Regions from separate parts of the Mus musculus genome. Here regions 1 and 3 are each linked to region 2. Evidence: chromatin contacts called from public Hi-C and HiChIP or PLAC-seq data. All regions are on one chromosome and are shown on one strand. The core of a region is the stretch at or near the end of the contact, and the rest is flanking DNA. Distances in the headings are between cores, read along the strand shown. Region 1 holds the start of Ash2l (ASH2 like histone lysine methyltransferase complex subunit). Region 2 holds the start of Zfp703 (zinc finger protein 703). Region 3 holds the start of Star (steroidogenic acute regulatory protein).

What was found. Hi-C and Micro-C count contacts between places; a contact is called where the count stands out from the background. HiChIP or PLAC-seq counts read pairs in DNA pulled down with a chosen protein or histone mark.
Region 1: a Hi-C map of erythroblasts shows a contact between it and region 2, with 5 times the contacts expected there. The contact joins the promoter of Ash2l here to the promoter of Zfp703 in region 2. A contact is called at or near these places in 7 of 39 promoter capture datasets (the C10 cell line, the HPC-7 cell line, HPC-7-derived erythroid cells and 4 more), 1 of 15 datasets of contacts at CTCF or cohesin (pro-B cells), 5 of 484 Hi-C or Micro-C datasets (CD4 T cells, cardiomyocytes, embryonic stem cells and 2 more), 8 of 115 datasets of contacts at active chromatin or transcription factors (astrocytes, bone marrow-derived dendritic cells, embryonic stem cells and 5 more) and 2 of 9 other capture datasets (embryonic stem cells and liver).
Region 3: a contact with region 2 is called in an H3K27ac HiChIP or PLAC-seq map of the NIH/3T3 cell line, with 8 times the contacts expected there. The contact joins the promoter of Star here to the promoter of Zfp703 in region 2. A contact is called at or near these places in 5 of 39 promoter capture datasets (the C10 cell line, embryonic stem cells, hippocampal neurons and 2 more), 1 of 15 datasets of contacts at CTCF or cohesin (large pre-B cells), 6 of 115 datasets of contacts at active chromatin or transcription factors (the NIH/3T3 cell line, astrocytes, embryonic stem cells and 3 more) and 2 of 9 other capture datasets (embryonic stem cells and liver).

Annotation. Positions count from the first base shown.
Region 1 is chr8:25,837,823-25,842,386 of GRCm38.p6, reverse strand. Ash2l (ASH2 like histone lysine methyltransferase complex subunit) reads left to right here and starts at 1,600. Exons shown (of 16, transcript NM_011791.3): 1 at 1,600-1,805; 2 at 2,312-2,375; 3 at 2,499-2,644. The coding sequence starts at 1,630.
Region 2 is chr8:26,976,011-26,981,003 of GRCm38.p6, reverse strand. It overlaps Zfp703 (zinc finger protein 703), which reads right to left and starts at 3,668. Exons shown (of 2, transcript NM_001101502.1): 1 at 3,393-3,668; 2 at 1-2,436. The coding sequence starts at 3,650. The coding sequence ends at 910.
Region 3 is chr8:25,806,419-25,811,387 of GRCm38.p6, reverse strand. It overlaps Star (steroidogenic acute regulatory protein), which reads right to left and starts at 2,914. Exons shown (of 7, transcript NM_011485.5): 1 at 2,756-2,914; 2 at 1,822-1,932; 3 at 1,454-1,581; 4 at 285-443; 5 at 1-175. The coding sequence starts at 2,819. RefSeq lists an enhancer at 2,940-2,974, promoters at 2,881-2,983, 2,869-3,141, 2,881-3,881, 2,852-4,408 and a cis regulatory region at 4,936-4,959.

The DNA of each region.
Region 1 (4,564 bases), core at 351-2,850, 1.1 Mb after region 2:
AGTCCCAGTGGGTATATCTCCAACATCATACCTAAGGCTCAGAAAACATTGAGGGAGAGGGGAACAGAGAGACTGTAAAAGCCAGGGGACTGGGACCTGTGCCATGAAGTGATGGCTATCAGGAACGACCCATGACGTCACAACAATATGGCTGCCCAAATGAGATCTAACTATGGCAATCCTAATAGACATATTAACATGGAAGGGGGAAATCTCTAAAAAGTCATGCATTTGAGAGGGTAAGGTGGGGCATGGGGGGGGGAGGATCGGTCCCCATTCACACAACAGTTGTTATGATGTCTAGGGAGGCTTGGGAGGTGAACGTTTGCTGGTGGAGGTAAGTCACTGGGGGCAAGCTTACACGAAAAAAGTGAAGCCGCTTCCTTGAAGTTCTCCCTGTCTGCTTGGTGATTCTGATAGAGAATTCGAGCTCTCAGCCTTGTCTGATAGTCACCATTTCAGATCCTTGCTGCCTTATCTCCCCACCATCATGGATTCTTATCTCTTTGAACCCCCCTCAACCAAGATCCCCCCTCCCCTTGCTTAAGATATTTTTGGTCATGGCGGCACTTTCTCCTAACAACTGCAAAGTATCAATGATCTCTAATCCCTAAGTGTGTTTGTTTTAAAACAGCAAATTTATGGTCCGTGAGATGGCCCAGTGGGCAAAGGCGGCACTTGCTTGCCAAGCCTGAGCTAGATTCCTAGAACTCACATAGTGGAGGGAAAGAAAGCTCTTCTCACCATATTGTCCTCTCACCTGTCCAGTGCACTATGCCACATACATGCGCACACATCCGTAAAGCGCACACACACGCGGAGGATGGGGGTGAGGCGGCAGTTTCTATTTTGCTAGGGTTTAGAGCCCACCCATATGCTTGCACTCAGTCCAGGGGTTTAGCTACCAGCAGACATCCCTTTCTTACTCGTTTCTGCCCTTCTCGCTAAGGCCCAAACCTTGCTGAATTCTGTCCTCTGCTAGCACTCTCGCCTGGAGCTCTACTTCCCTCCGTGAACTAGCAATTCGTGTTCCTCGAGCGCACAGCACTTCTAGCCTCCTCTGGCCAGATGTTTCTTTTCCTAACGTCTTTTCCACCCACAACTACCTCGGGCTCTCTGGAATCAGACCTCTAGTCTCTCCAAAAGCCGCCTGGAAACGGGGCTTCTGGCGGCCAGCTACGCAGTTACAGACGCTCCCGGCAGGTGTGAGCCAGAGTGCTCCTTTGTTGTTGTTTGGAAGTTTCCTACGTTTTAGGGTTTTAGTATGATCGCCTGCTCCGCACAGTGTAAAGGGGAGTCTCTCACATCCTCATATGTGCCGTGATTTCCACTCTTAGCCACGACTATGAGCAGGCGTTTTGAATAATTCAAGTCCCAAGAGGAAAGCAAAGGACAGACCTCCTAAGTGGCTCCCTTCAAACCTGGGCAATCCGAGTTGCGCCCTGCCTTTTTCTTTCTTCCTTTCTTTTTTTTTTTTTTTCTGGCCTTAAAGCGGCGGACTCAAAGTGCGTCCTTCCCAAGTAAGTGGCGGGCCCCCCAACAAAAGGTCTTTCCCACTTTAAGAGCGCCGTGCGTGGCGGCAACTCGCCGCATAGATATATTCTCGCGAGAGCTTGGGAAGGAGCAGCGATGGCGGCGGCTGGAGCGGGTCCTGGTCCGGGAGTCAGCGCCGGCCCTGGTCCCGGAGCCGCTGCAAGTGCCACAACGGCGGAGGACCGAGAGACAGAGCCGGTGGCCGCGGGGGCTGGCGAGGGGCCGTCAGCCGCCCCGGGAGCGGAGCCCAGCTCCGGAGAGGCCGAAAGTGGGTAAGGCAATCCACTCGCAGCCCCGGGGACGCGCGAGGGCCCGCCCCTCGTGGAAGCCCGCGGCTCGCGCCGCCCGGTGTCGCCCTCCGGATCCAGGTCCCGCAGCCAACGGCTCGGCCCGCCCGCCCACCCGGTACCCTCCGCAACCCCGCTGGCTGCTTGCTTGTGGACTCCAAGCCGCTCCTCGGCTCCTCGGCTCCCATCAGCACCAGTGTGAGCCAAGAGCGTTTCCCCCTCTAGCGCCCCGGAAGACCTCGCTGATCCCTCTTGCAATGCTTGGTCCTGAAAGCACTGAGGACGGCAGCCTCCCGTCGTTAGCCCAGTGCACTAGGAATCCCTGGGCCGCGAACACATTTGTCTTGCTTGACAACCTCCCTCCTAATACTCAGGATTGTTCTCTCGTGGGCATCCCGTTCAGGACATGAAAAAGATATACCCTCCGTATTTGGACCATTGTGTTTTTCTGTTTAGGAAAGGCCATTTTGATGTTTGTCTTTTCATTATAGGGATGCAAACTTGGTTGATGTAAGTGGTCTGGAGACAGAATCTTCTAATGGAAAAGATACTTTGGTAAGTATTTCCTCTGAGGCCTTTGGAAGGCGAACTAGATTTGGTTTTAAAATGTTTAATCTATTTTTTTTTTTTTAAAAAGTAGTCAGGCCATTTGATTCTCTTATTGCCCTGTGGCTCCAGGAAGGTACCGGAGACACTTCAGAAGTGATGGATACCCAGGCGGGCTCTGTGGATGAGGAGAATGGGCGGCAGTTGGGAGAAGTGGAGTTGCAGTGTGGGATATGTACAAAATGGTTCACCGCTGACACCTTTGGAATAGACACGTCGTGAGTACATTTCATGGCCTTCTAGACAGCATGATCCTGGAGAGATGGCTTAGCATTTTAGATCACTAGTTACCCTTTCAGGGGTTTGGGCTTGATTCCCAGTATTCACATGGCAGCTCAAGGAACCCCAGTTCTGGGGTGGAAGGGGAAATTATGTAATCATATTTCTTTTTTTTTAATTAATTTATTTATTTTATGTATATGAGTACACTGTAGCTATACAAATGGTTGTGAGCCATCATGTGGTTTCTGGAAATTGAACTCAGGACCTCTGCCCGCTCTAGCCCTGCTTGCTCCAACTCTGCTCACAACAGCCCAAAGATTTATTATATGTGTACACTGTAGCTGTCTTCAGACACACCAGAAGAGGGTGTCAGATTTTTGTTAGGAGTGGTTGTGAGCCACCATGTGGTTGGGATTTGAACTCAGGACCTTTGGAAGAGCAGTCAGTGCTCTTAACTGCTGAGCCATCTCACCAGCCCTGTAATCATATTTCAATCTCAAGACAATTGAGAAGTATTTTTAAATATACCGAAAAAAAGTCAGTAGGTAGTATTTTGTGCTCACTCTAACCCTATCCAGTGACCAGATGCTGACTGAGGAGTTGCTTGCATTCCTTTGGCATGTTCTGAAGTATTGAGGTGAGAGTGCTATTAGGTATGAGTGTGGGCATCGTCCTTGCTTTTGACCTTACAGGCTGATTGGGAAGGAGTCTGTGCAATTAGAAGAGATTATGTAATTAAGTTTGCGATAATGTATTCTGTGTGTTCTGGGCTTGGTATTTACAGTGGGCAAGACCTGTTGTCAGTAACATTTGAAGGTGTGGTGTTGAGTCGTGGTGTACTTGCCTGCTGCGTGCAAAGCCCTGGGTGGTCACTGCAGAGAAGTGCTTTTAATTCCTCAAAAATATTGAGGTGATCGGTGCTTTTCATGTCTAAAGCATACTTTGTTTCCTTTCTCATTGCTTATAATGTACCCCAATTGGTATCTTATGTTTTCTCTCAGGAAAAAAACAAAACAAACAAACAAAACTTACATCTAAACATGTACCTGTTCTTGAGAATTAAAATCATATCATAATTCAGAGCAAAAGGTCTCTTTTGGTGGAGGCGTAGGTGGTCAGTAGGTATTAACGAGCATTTTGATGGATAACTATTAAGTCAATGGCTCTCTAACTATATATAGCCCTGGATGGCCTGAGGTGCCCTTTTTTGACCAAGTTGGCCTTAAAATTGCAGGAATCCTCTGGCCTTTGAGCCAGTCTTTGTTCATTTTGAGGCCAGGCTGGGCTGCATAGTTGAACATCAGGCCAGCCAGAGCTGTGCCTTAAGTCTTTGTCTGGAAGGGGACAAATTATATTGAGTGGAGCTGGTTGTGCACACCTGTAATTCAGGTACTTAGGAGGCCGGAGCAGGAGGATCACAAGTTCCAGGTTATATGAACCATAGCTAATGCAAGACCAGGGGCCTATCTCAGAAAAAGCCAATGTCTTAGTCAGGGTTTCTATTCCTGCACAAACATCATGACCAAGAAGCAAGTTGGGGAGGAAAGGGTTTATTCGGCTTACACTTCCATGCTGCTGTTCATCACCAAAGGAAGTCAGGACTGGAACTCAAGCAGGTCAGGGAGCAGGAGCTGATGCAGAGACCATGGAGGGATGTTCTTTACTGGCTTGCCTCACCTGGCTTGCTCAGCCTGCTTTCTTATAGAACCCAGACTACCAGCCCTGAGATGGTCCCACCCACAAGGGGCCTTTCCCCCTTGATCACTAATTGAGAAAATGCCTTACAATTGCATCTCATGGAGGCATTTCCTCAACTGAAGCTCCTTTCTCTCTGATAACTCCAGCTGTGTCAAGTTGACACAACACTAGCCAGTACAATTGACCCCTTGTCAACTTGACACACAAAAACATCACTA
Region 2 (4,993 bases), core at 2,419-4,918:
TATAAAGAGCAATTTCGTGCCAGCGGGGCCTTCTAAGACATTTAATTGGATGTGTCAGGTCCCTGTCAGCCGGCAATTTGACTGCACCGCAAGGTGTGGGTCCCTGAGGGGCCAGGAAGGTAGAAGTCTTGGCAGGCTCAGTTGGAGGCCATTGGGTCACTGCTGGTGGCACAGGGACTTCCCGAACTGAGCACCCTGGAGGGTCAAGGCTGTGATTTGATTTGGGGGCTCAGGGCCTAGAACCAAGTGCTCATGTGGGAAGTGGGGGGAGGGGGGTTTGTTGTGTAGTACCACACAGCCCAACAGAATTCTGGTTCATCAGAGCTCAAGACCTCCAGCCACCAAGTTGTTCCCCCTTGAACCCCCCCAAATTGTTACATTTTTTTTTTGTACAAAGGGAAAAAAAAGAATTAAAACTTCACATGGAATGAAACAAGATGGGGTGGGAAGGAAAAGGGAAGATATGCAGTTTTAACAGTTAAGACTCATGCAAGAGACTTCCCAAGATGGGGGAAACTGAAAGTGTAGGACCCCAACTCTTCCTTCATTCCTTAACACCAAACCAGTCAAAATCAAACAACCCAAAGCCTTAAAACATATACCCAAGAAGAAGAAAATAAGCAAAAGAAGGGAGAGGGGTGGGGGGAATCATGGAGTTACCTGGGTGGTTAATATTATTATTTGGGGGAGACAGACTTTTTGCATACCACTGACTCATGTGGTCATTAATGCACTTATGTTCCCAGCTTGTAAGCTAACATTATAGTAAATAAATACACAGTCCGGTGGGGGAGGGGCTGGGCTGGATCCTGGTAGGGGTAAGCGGTAGTGGAGCTTGCAGCGTCGAAGGCAGTGGGACGTGAGAGGAAGGGGTGGGTGGGGAAGGGCTGGGAGGGGCCAGAGCTGTGGTTACTGGTATCCAAGCGCAGAGGCGGAGGCTAGTCTCTGTCCATACAGTGCGTATGGCGAGTAGTAGGGTCCGGCTGTGGGAAGGGACGGCACTGCCAGGCCCCCAGCTGTAGATAAGTGGCTCTTGCCATAGGGGTGGTATCGGCTTAGCCCCAAAGTGTGTGGACTCCGCAAGGACAGCGACCCGGGGCTGCCTGGGGCAGCGGGCGGGGGGAGATGCAGGTGACAAGAGGCTGCGGCTGCAGCGGCTGCAGCGGCACTGCCCAAGCTCGACGCCCCGGGGTAGGCGGCCAGAAGTTTCTCTGCGCCCGGCAGGGCTGTGTGAGTCCGTAGATGGCTGAGCAGCTCCTCAGAGGTGGCAAAGCGCTTGTCGCAGGGCCCGCTGGCCGCCACCCAATTGCAGCTGTGTGGCAGCGGTTCGTTCTGCAGCATGAAGCCATAGGTGTAGAGAGGATGGCCCGGGAGAGCGGCCTGGGCGGCGCTGGAGGAGAGCGCCGCAGGTTGCAAGGGGTGCCCCGGGTACACCAGAGGGTAGCCACTGGCCTTAAGGCTGGGCCCGGTCGGATCGTGCGCGCTGCAAGTGGAACAGCTTGAGCCGCCGAGGTGCGAGGCGCTGTGGTAGCCTCCTAGACAGTAGGGGTCACGGCATAATCCCTGCAGGAAGGAGGGTGGGGAGGCCCCCGTGAGCGGGCTGGAGCTGGGGGGCTTGCCTGGTGGCAGGCCCAGGCCCCCGGACAGCTGACCTCCCACCAAACCAGACTTGCTAGGATCCAGGCCAGGAACGAACTGAGACGGGTAGCCGGCGTAGGCGCCCACGATGGAGCCGTGGTAACCGATGCTGGAGGGCGGTAGTGGGAACACCGAGTGGCCTGGTTTGTAGGGTGACACTGGAGCCACGTGGCCCGCCCCCACCAGGGCGGAGGGCGGCTCTGACTTGCGCCCCGATGCGGTGGCTTCCGGGCCACCGTGAGCCGAGTCCCCGCCGCTACCTCGGCTCCCAGCGGCTGGCTCGGGACTGGGTTTGGCTTCCTGCTCTTTCTTGTCCAGTTCGCCGGCCCCGCCGCCGCCGTTCTTGCAGTCTGAGTGGTGTGGTGAACCTCCGCGGGAGCCGCCGGGAGAAGACGAGTTTGATGAGGTGGAGACCGATGCCCCGTGCGGGGGAAAGGGAGGGCAGGCGGCGCTGGGGACCCTGAAGCCCGCCTTGTCTCCGGGGGACGAGGAGGACGAAGAGGTGGTGGAGGACACCGACGAGGAGCCGCTGTCTTTGCGGGAGTCGCCGCCTCCGGAGCCCTTAGAGTAGGGCTTGAAGCTCGACTTGTCCTCCGCGGGGGAGTCCCCCAGCTGCTTGAGCGCCGCGGCCGCGGAGGCGGCGCCGGGGGCGGAGCGGCTCGGGTCTTTCTCGGATCCCAGCCCGTTGGCCGCCGCCGCCGCTACGGAGTTGAGCTTGGATGAGGGCGGCGGGTCGGGCTTGCCGATCTGCGAGCAGGTCTGGGCTAGCAGAGCCAAAGGACTCTTCTTGGCGTCCAGCTGCGGGAGACAGTGGCAAAGGGGAGGGAGAAGGGGGTGAGACTGGGAGACTCACTAAGCGCGCGCGGAGAAGCTGAGCCGAGCACTGTGGGCGAGCGAAGGGAGCTGAGCGAGGAGGGTCACGGAAGGAGGGCCTGGCTCTGGCCGAGTAGCTGGGCGGAATGACACTTGCCTTGTGGGTTAGTCCCCGAGTGTGACATGGGCGCTGGCGCGCAGGAGAAATGGCTCAACCACAGCCCTCCCGGTTAAAGGTGACTTCTCTGTAATCCGGATGGTGATTCGCCCCTTTCCAGATAATTTTCCCATCTTTTTGGGCCAGGGAAAAACTTAAGCCTTTAGTTTGGGAGAACTTCGTTTGGGACGGGTTTCTGGTGATGGCGCTCGGTGTAAGAGCAGGGAGAGGCGCCTTCTAAAGGCAGAGCCGCAGTTGGCCCTGTGAGTAGCCCCTCCCTCTCTCCTTCCCTCCCTTTCTCCCTCCCTCCCGGGGAGGACACCCAGAGAAGTAAGATGAAGAAAGACCCAGGATCCCGAGTGCCTGGTTGTCTGCACTGTGCCCCTAAACAGACGGGGGAAGATGCAGAGGGACACCGGGTGGAGGCGAGGGAGGCCCAGAAGCCGTCTTTGGACAGGACTCTAAGGGGCCAGAGGAAAAGTAAAGGACTCTGGGCACCATAAGAGCAAATCCAGTCGGTTAGAAAACACGCAGCTCCAAAGGGCGACTGGGCAAAACCCTTCCACCCATGAGTCTAGGGAGAACCTGGGCGGGCGGGGAGGGGGGTGTCTGGTTCCTGCCTTCCGTCCCTCCTCAGGAGGTCCGCCTGCGTGGCCAGCTTCGGGCCTCGCGTCGCTACGGGAGGTGGGGTGGGGTGGGGGGTGGTGGAGGGAGCAGAGCCATGGGCCCAGCATGGGTGGAGGAGTGGGGTTCAGTTCTGGGTGGGCAGCGCCCGGAGACTGACCTCAATTGGGCTGACGGGTGTGGAGGACAGCGGTTGCAGGTACTCCGGGTGCAGGAGGTGACCGGTGTGAGCGCTCAGCATCTTCAGGACCCTGATAGGGAGCCGGTTCGCCTGGCGCAGGGGGTCCGCCGGGGGCAGGAGGGACACCACTGCCGGCACCGCCGGCCTCTTCCCGCCGCCGCCGCCGCTGCTGCTGCCGCCGCCGCTGCCGCTGCTTTCGGGTGTCCTTGGGTTAGATCCAGCGGGCGAATCGCTCATTTGGAGGAGGCAGTGCCACTGGGGGGGCGGGGAGGGAGGGGAAGCTCCGGGAGGCGAGCTCCCGGGGCGGGTGGGCTCGCTCCGCTGCGTCGAACGCCGTGCAGCAGCCGCTGCGCCTCCGTGCCGCCTCCCCTCCTCCACCGCCGCCGCCGCCGCCGCCGCCGCCGCCGCCGCCGCCGCAGCTAGCCCAGGCGAGCAACACAAAAACCTTCGCCTTCCGCGAGCTGCACGTCAAATAGCCGCGATCTGCAGCCACACTTCAAAGGGATCGCCGCGCCCGCCCAATCGCAGCTCTCTCCCGGACCCCGGGGCGGGGAGAGCGGAGGGCGGAGGCGGGCGCCGCCGGTGGGCGGGGAGAGTCTTAAAGCGCCCTAGCCGGTCGCCGCCTCCCGGCCTTCGCCCAGCGCTGGATCTGCTCCCCTTTGCGGGTTGTGCCCGGCTGCCCTAGCCCACGGGTCACCCAAGGGACGGGACTTCTGGACACGGGCTCTGTGCCCTCTCCTGTTGCCTGCTGCTTCCCACTAGTGTCTAGGGTGGAGACCGGGGTGGGAACGCAGGGCGCCTGCTCCGGTCCTAGGATCCAAGCCTCTCCCCGGGACCGCCGGGGGGCGGGCTACGCCTCGGGAGCTCGGCAGCTTCTCCGAGCTGCTTCGGCCGGTTCTCTTTCCCCTAATTGGCCTCTCCCGGATGTGTTCACTTGGAAGCGCCGAAGCCTTGGGGGCATCCACTATTCCCTGGGCGCTGCCTGAGCCCTTCCAACTACTTTGAGCCTGTCCAGTCAGACTGGAAGTGGAAGGACTCCCTTCCCGGTGAGACGGTCTAGGTGAAGCGTGGTTGAAGGTTTGGCTCCCTGGCCAGGAAGCGTCACCTCAAAGCTCCTGGAACGCCCCCAGGGGCGCTCTGAATTATAGATCGTGTTTGGTGTGTTTCAGGGTTCTTGTCCCGTTTAAAGTCATAAAGCTACCTCACTGTGCTGTGACGAGCTGAGCTGCCGTTTGGCGGCGACGTGGTTGGAGGTAGCATCAAAGTAGAGGCCGATGTCCTAGAGGAGGGGGGGGGTCTCAGCATTGCAGGACGACACAAACTCTAGAGACTGCCCCATTGGTTTCCCCTCCGGCGAAATTTCGAAATAAGACCTTTTTATTAATAATAACAGTACCCTCTCGGATTCCCCCAAGCCTTCCGGAAAAAGTACGTATTTACACTTGGCAGAGATTTTTACATAGTCATGGTCCTGACCATAAAGTTCTAGATCCTTGGCTCAATCGACTGAGCTTGGTCCTTTGTGCCCCAGCTCTGGAGTGACCACTTTTGCGTGCCCTCAGTGGCCAGTGGAGGCGCGC
Region 3 (4,969 bases), core at 1,665-4,164, 1.2 Mb after region 2:
CACTCTGCTCCGGCATCTCCCCAAAATGTGTGGCCATGCCTGCCAGCACACAGGTGGAACCTCTGCGCTTGGTACAGCGCACGCTCACGAAGTCTCGAGGCCCCACCAGGTTGCCTGCTGCCGCCGCAGCCAGCTCATGAGTGATGACCGTGTCTTTTCCAATCCTCTGCAGGACCTAGCACAAGGGAGTTGGAGCCTGGACTCAGCCACTGATAGGCTAAGCACCTGCTGTTCAGGACTGCATTCGCTTGGTTCCCTGCCGCCCACACTTGGGCTTTCCTCACCTTGATCTCCTTGACATTTGGGTTCCACTCTCCCATGGCCTCCATGCGGTCCACAAGTTCTTCATAGAGTCTGTCCATGGGCTGGTCTACCACCACCTCCAAGCGAAACACCTTGCCCACATCTGGCACCATCTTACTTAGCACTTCGTCCCCGTTCTCCTGTTAGGGACAAAAGAGAGCCATGGGGTTACGGTTAGAGAACATTATTCCTAGCCTAGGTTTCAGACAATACTCAGAACAGAGACAGTAGGCCTACGATGAGCAATAGGTACCTGGATCTCTACCTGGTGAAGACCCAGTGGGTAGACACTGCGGCCAAAAGCCTTGTATGTCCACTCAAAGCTGGAAGAGGTACCACGCCTATTGTTTTAGTGATGAATGTTGGTAGTATGGGTAGGTCCAACTGAAATGACCTGAAGGACGGACTGGTCTACAGCAGCTAACTAGATAAAGAGAAGGCTGGGCTTTTTGATTAGTTGACTCACTTTGGAAGAACCTGGGGCCTGAAGGTTTCAGTGATCTGCCCAAGACGCTCAGCACAGATACACTGCTAAGCCTGGATCCCGGATCAGTGGATCAGTGGATCAGATCCTATTAGTGTCTTATCTCCGTTACTGTAGGAGCTGGAGCAACGAGATGTTTCATCTGAACTTGGGGTAATGGACAGTGTGTAAACTGTTGTTGAAGATAAGGCCACCAGAGTAGATCTAATAATAGAGCTACTGGTTTTAACGTAGGTTTTGCTTCTGTGTGTCAGGATGAGATCAGATTTTTTACTGGATGAGTTTACAGCATTCAGAGAGTAGTTAAAAAACAGGAATAATGTTTCTCAGTTAGTCTTCAGGAGGAAAGGTTATCTGAGAACACATTCATTGGTTTGCTTGTTTTGAGGAAGGGTATTACTATGCGGGCCTGGCTAGCCTGGAACTTGCTACATAAACCAGGCTAGCCGTATACTCCCAGACGTCCACATGCCTCAGTCTCCTGAGTGCTGAGATGAAAAAGGTATGCACCCTCACCCCACCTGATGATATATTCTTAGGAGAGTTCTCAGACCAAAACTTTTTGACTGTTTATCAATTGTGAATGCAGTGGGAATCCCGGCAGGCTTTGAGCATGGTAGTGGGACCATCAGTAACTGCAGGCTTCTCACAGCTGCCTTTACTTACCTGCTGGCTTTCCTTCTTCCAGCCTTCCTGGTTGTTGAGTATGCCCAAGGCCTTCTGCATAGCCACCTCTCCCTGCTGGATGTAGGACAGCTCCTGGTCACTATAGAGTGTTGCTTCCAGTTGAGAACCTGCATACATAGCCAAGGAAAAAGAAAACGTGGGTACAATGGTCCTAGCCAATCCACAGCTCTCATCCCTCTGCCCTCTGAATGTGTTCAGCCTTCAGAAGAGACACGATCATAGCCATAGGGCTCTGCTTGCAGGTCAAGGTAGACACAGGAGTTAGGTAACTACAGGTAGGGGACAGGCCTCATGCACCCTAAGACCCATCACTGGCAGAAGCTCAGAAAGCCCCAATATTTATTTACCAAGCAGAGAGCTCCGACGTCGAACTTGACCCATCCACCCGGGACTGGAATCCCCCAGTGCTCTCCAGTTGAGCTCTTGGCCAATGGCCAGCACAGCTTGGTGCCTTAATCCTGCAGGGAGGGAAAGAAACATTTGTCAAGTAGCTAGGCAATCTCTGGGAGAGGGACAGTTCTGTCCACTCATCACAGATGAGCAAACCGGCCCAGGGACACAGATCCCAGCAGGGACTCAAACTCCAGCCACATCTCTAACTCTCAAGTTCAGTGTTAAACTTTCTCTCGAACTTCCAGGGCCCAGATCTCTTTTCCATCATGGAAAATAGGGGTGGGCTGGTCAGACCTGGCCCTACCTGGCCACAGAAGTTTCCCTGGGCCGCTTGGGTAGCCCCTGGATATTGAGTAGGATGTACTCCGTCTCCTGAGGGTTGCCCTACCAAGGGACAACCAGCTACCCAGGGACAAGAGTCACCCCCACCATCCTTTGCCTTGTACTTCTGCTGCTCAACTCTCCTGTCTTCTGCTCTTCTTCCCAGACAGTGTCTCGGACTTGCCAGGCACTGCTTAGAGTAAGGACTAGCTTCTGTATTTCTCTACCACTATGGCAAAGACTTGCCTGGGACCCTTGGTACAGACTTAATCCACTCGTGAAGGGAGGCAACATCAGTACTAGCTCCAGAACAACTAGGGCCTTAGAGTAGAAACTAGAAATTACAGAATTTGGATGAGAGGTGGCACCTTAGTAGCCAGGCCAATTTTTTAGGTGAAAACCTGAGGTCCAGAGAAGAAGGGCTTTACCCAGGCTCCCCCAGTTAAGAGGCATAGCTGGGATCGAAGCTGAGGTGGCCTATTCCCCTGCCCAAGAGCTTTCCCACAAAACTATGTTGCCTACAGGCTTTTGGCAAGCTCTCATCCCTCCTCCCCAACCCAGACTCACCTTTCATATTCCGCATATGTCTATAGGAGCTTCCAGCACACAGCTTGAACGTAGCGAGGAACATGCTGAGTGCTGAGGTGCTCAAGGGTTGTTCTTCCTGAGCCTTTCAAGGTCCTGAGTCCTGCAGCTGTGGCGCAGATCAAGTGCGCTGCCTTAAATGCTTCCCGTGGAAGGCTGTGCATCATCACTTGAGATAAAAAAGTCATCAGTCATTGTGCAGAGGGTCAAGGATGGAATGATTGCCTCATCCTGCAGTGCTGGCCAAGGTGGGAGGGAGCAGACTGTGTAAAGGGAGGACCAGACTCTGCAGGTAGGGGAAAGCAGGGGTCACGGAGATGGGGCAGAGGATATGTATATATAGCTTCTCTAAAGTTGTAAATGTAGACTTCAAGCCCTGTCCTCCGCTTAAATGCCCAGTAACTGAGGTGCATCAAAAAGTATATAGAAGCTCTGGCCAAGAGAGGGAGCCAGGGTAAAAGAGTCAAAGAGTGAGTTCTTGCAACAAGACCAGAGGTAGGCATGGTGGCACATACTCTCCCTGGCAGAGGCAAGTAGATCTCTGGTGAGTTCAAGCCCAGCCTGGTCTATATAGTAAGGTTTAGGACAACAAGGGCTACACAGAATGACCCTGTCTCAAAAGAACAAACAAACAGACAAACAAACAAACAAAACCTGCAAGACCGTCCATCAGGTCTGGAGGGTATCAATGGCTGGCTCAAAGACAAACAGGATGCCAGTGTCAGGGCTAGGGCAATATAGGACAATAGCTCAAGTCCTCTAGCTGGCCTTGGTTCCTTCTATGTGGGGCCTCCTGAGCACCCCATGTGTTCAGTTTTCATTTATTTGCTCACCCATTGATACCAACTCCACTCTAACTTCTCATTCTGGGAACTCTCTGGAAATGAGATGACCCACCCAGTAAGCTCTCAAGGCAGAGAGTAACTTAGGCCTGGGTTCCACCCTGCAAGCTCACCCTTTCCTCATGCAGCTAAGGCTGGCCTGCCCTGCTACAGGTCCTGACCTGTGCACAAAGGTGAGAAACACAAATCATTTGGACATTGACTGTTGTCAGTCCCTGCAGGTATGTGATCCCTGTGGTACTGGGCAGATCCAGGGAACCTTAGAATTAATTGCCTCAGTTGCTCCCAGACACACCAGGCAGGGAAAAGCTCTACCACCCAGCCCTGCCCTGCCAAGATCTCTTCTTTCCAAGTACCTTTGAGGCTACTTTTAAACCAAATTCATATGTCATGAATGTCATCAGTAAAGTCTCATTAGATTTGCTCTGCACCAGACCCTGCCGCCAGCAGGATACTTTTGAACCTTGTCATTACTGTCCCAAGGCAGGACAAGACTCCTTCAAGGCAACTGGATAAATGGTTATATATGGATACAGCCTACATTTCTGTCCTGTTGAGTTTGTATGAGAGGCCTTGTGGGAGCTACTGTCATGAGGCATCTAAGGCTCCAAGGTCTAATCCCAAAGGCCTACTCTTGTGCCAGGGCTCACTTTGTCCATTACAGGTTTCTAGTAGCTTGTCCCCCTAGTGCACACCCTCCCAATCAGTGTCCACTGGAGAGGCGTAACCTAGTTCTTGCCTCTTTTGTGGGATTAAGACAAACGTGTTGGGCTGGAGAGATGACTCAGCAGTTAAGTCCACTGACTGCTCTTTCAGAGGTCCTGAGTGCAATTCCCAGCAACCAGATGGTAGCTTACATCCATCTGTAATGGGATCTGATGCCCTCTTCTGCTGTGTCTGAAGTACGGTGTACTCATAAAATAAATAATTCTTTAAAAAAAAAGTCTAACCTGGTCTGTCCTTGAACTTGCTAGGTATCTCAGACAAGCCATGAAATTCTGATTTTCCTGCCTATAGACATGGTCTGCCATATCTTTTTCTTTGGGATTAATTCCCACAGGTACTGACTACTTCCCTCTCAAACTTGTTGGCTCCAGCACTCAGTTCCTATGAGGACAGTGTTCTTGTTCCTCTGTTGGGGCCTTACTTAGGGAAGCAGCAAGGGACACGGGCACACACCTTTGGTTCAGGAAACTCCCTCACTGGTGTTCCTTCCAGCTCCCAGGCTCCCAGAGAAGACAGAAGCCTGCTCCTCCCTAGGCTGAGGGTGCACTGGCAGGCTGGCAGGCTGCCTAGCTGCATCCTCCCCACTGCTTGGTACACGTGCTTCCCCAGACACACGTGGGCTCTCCTT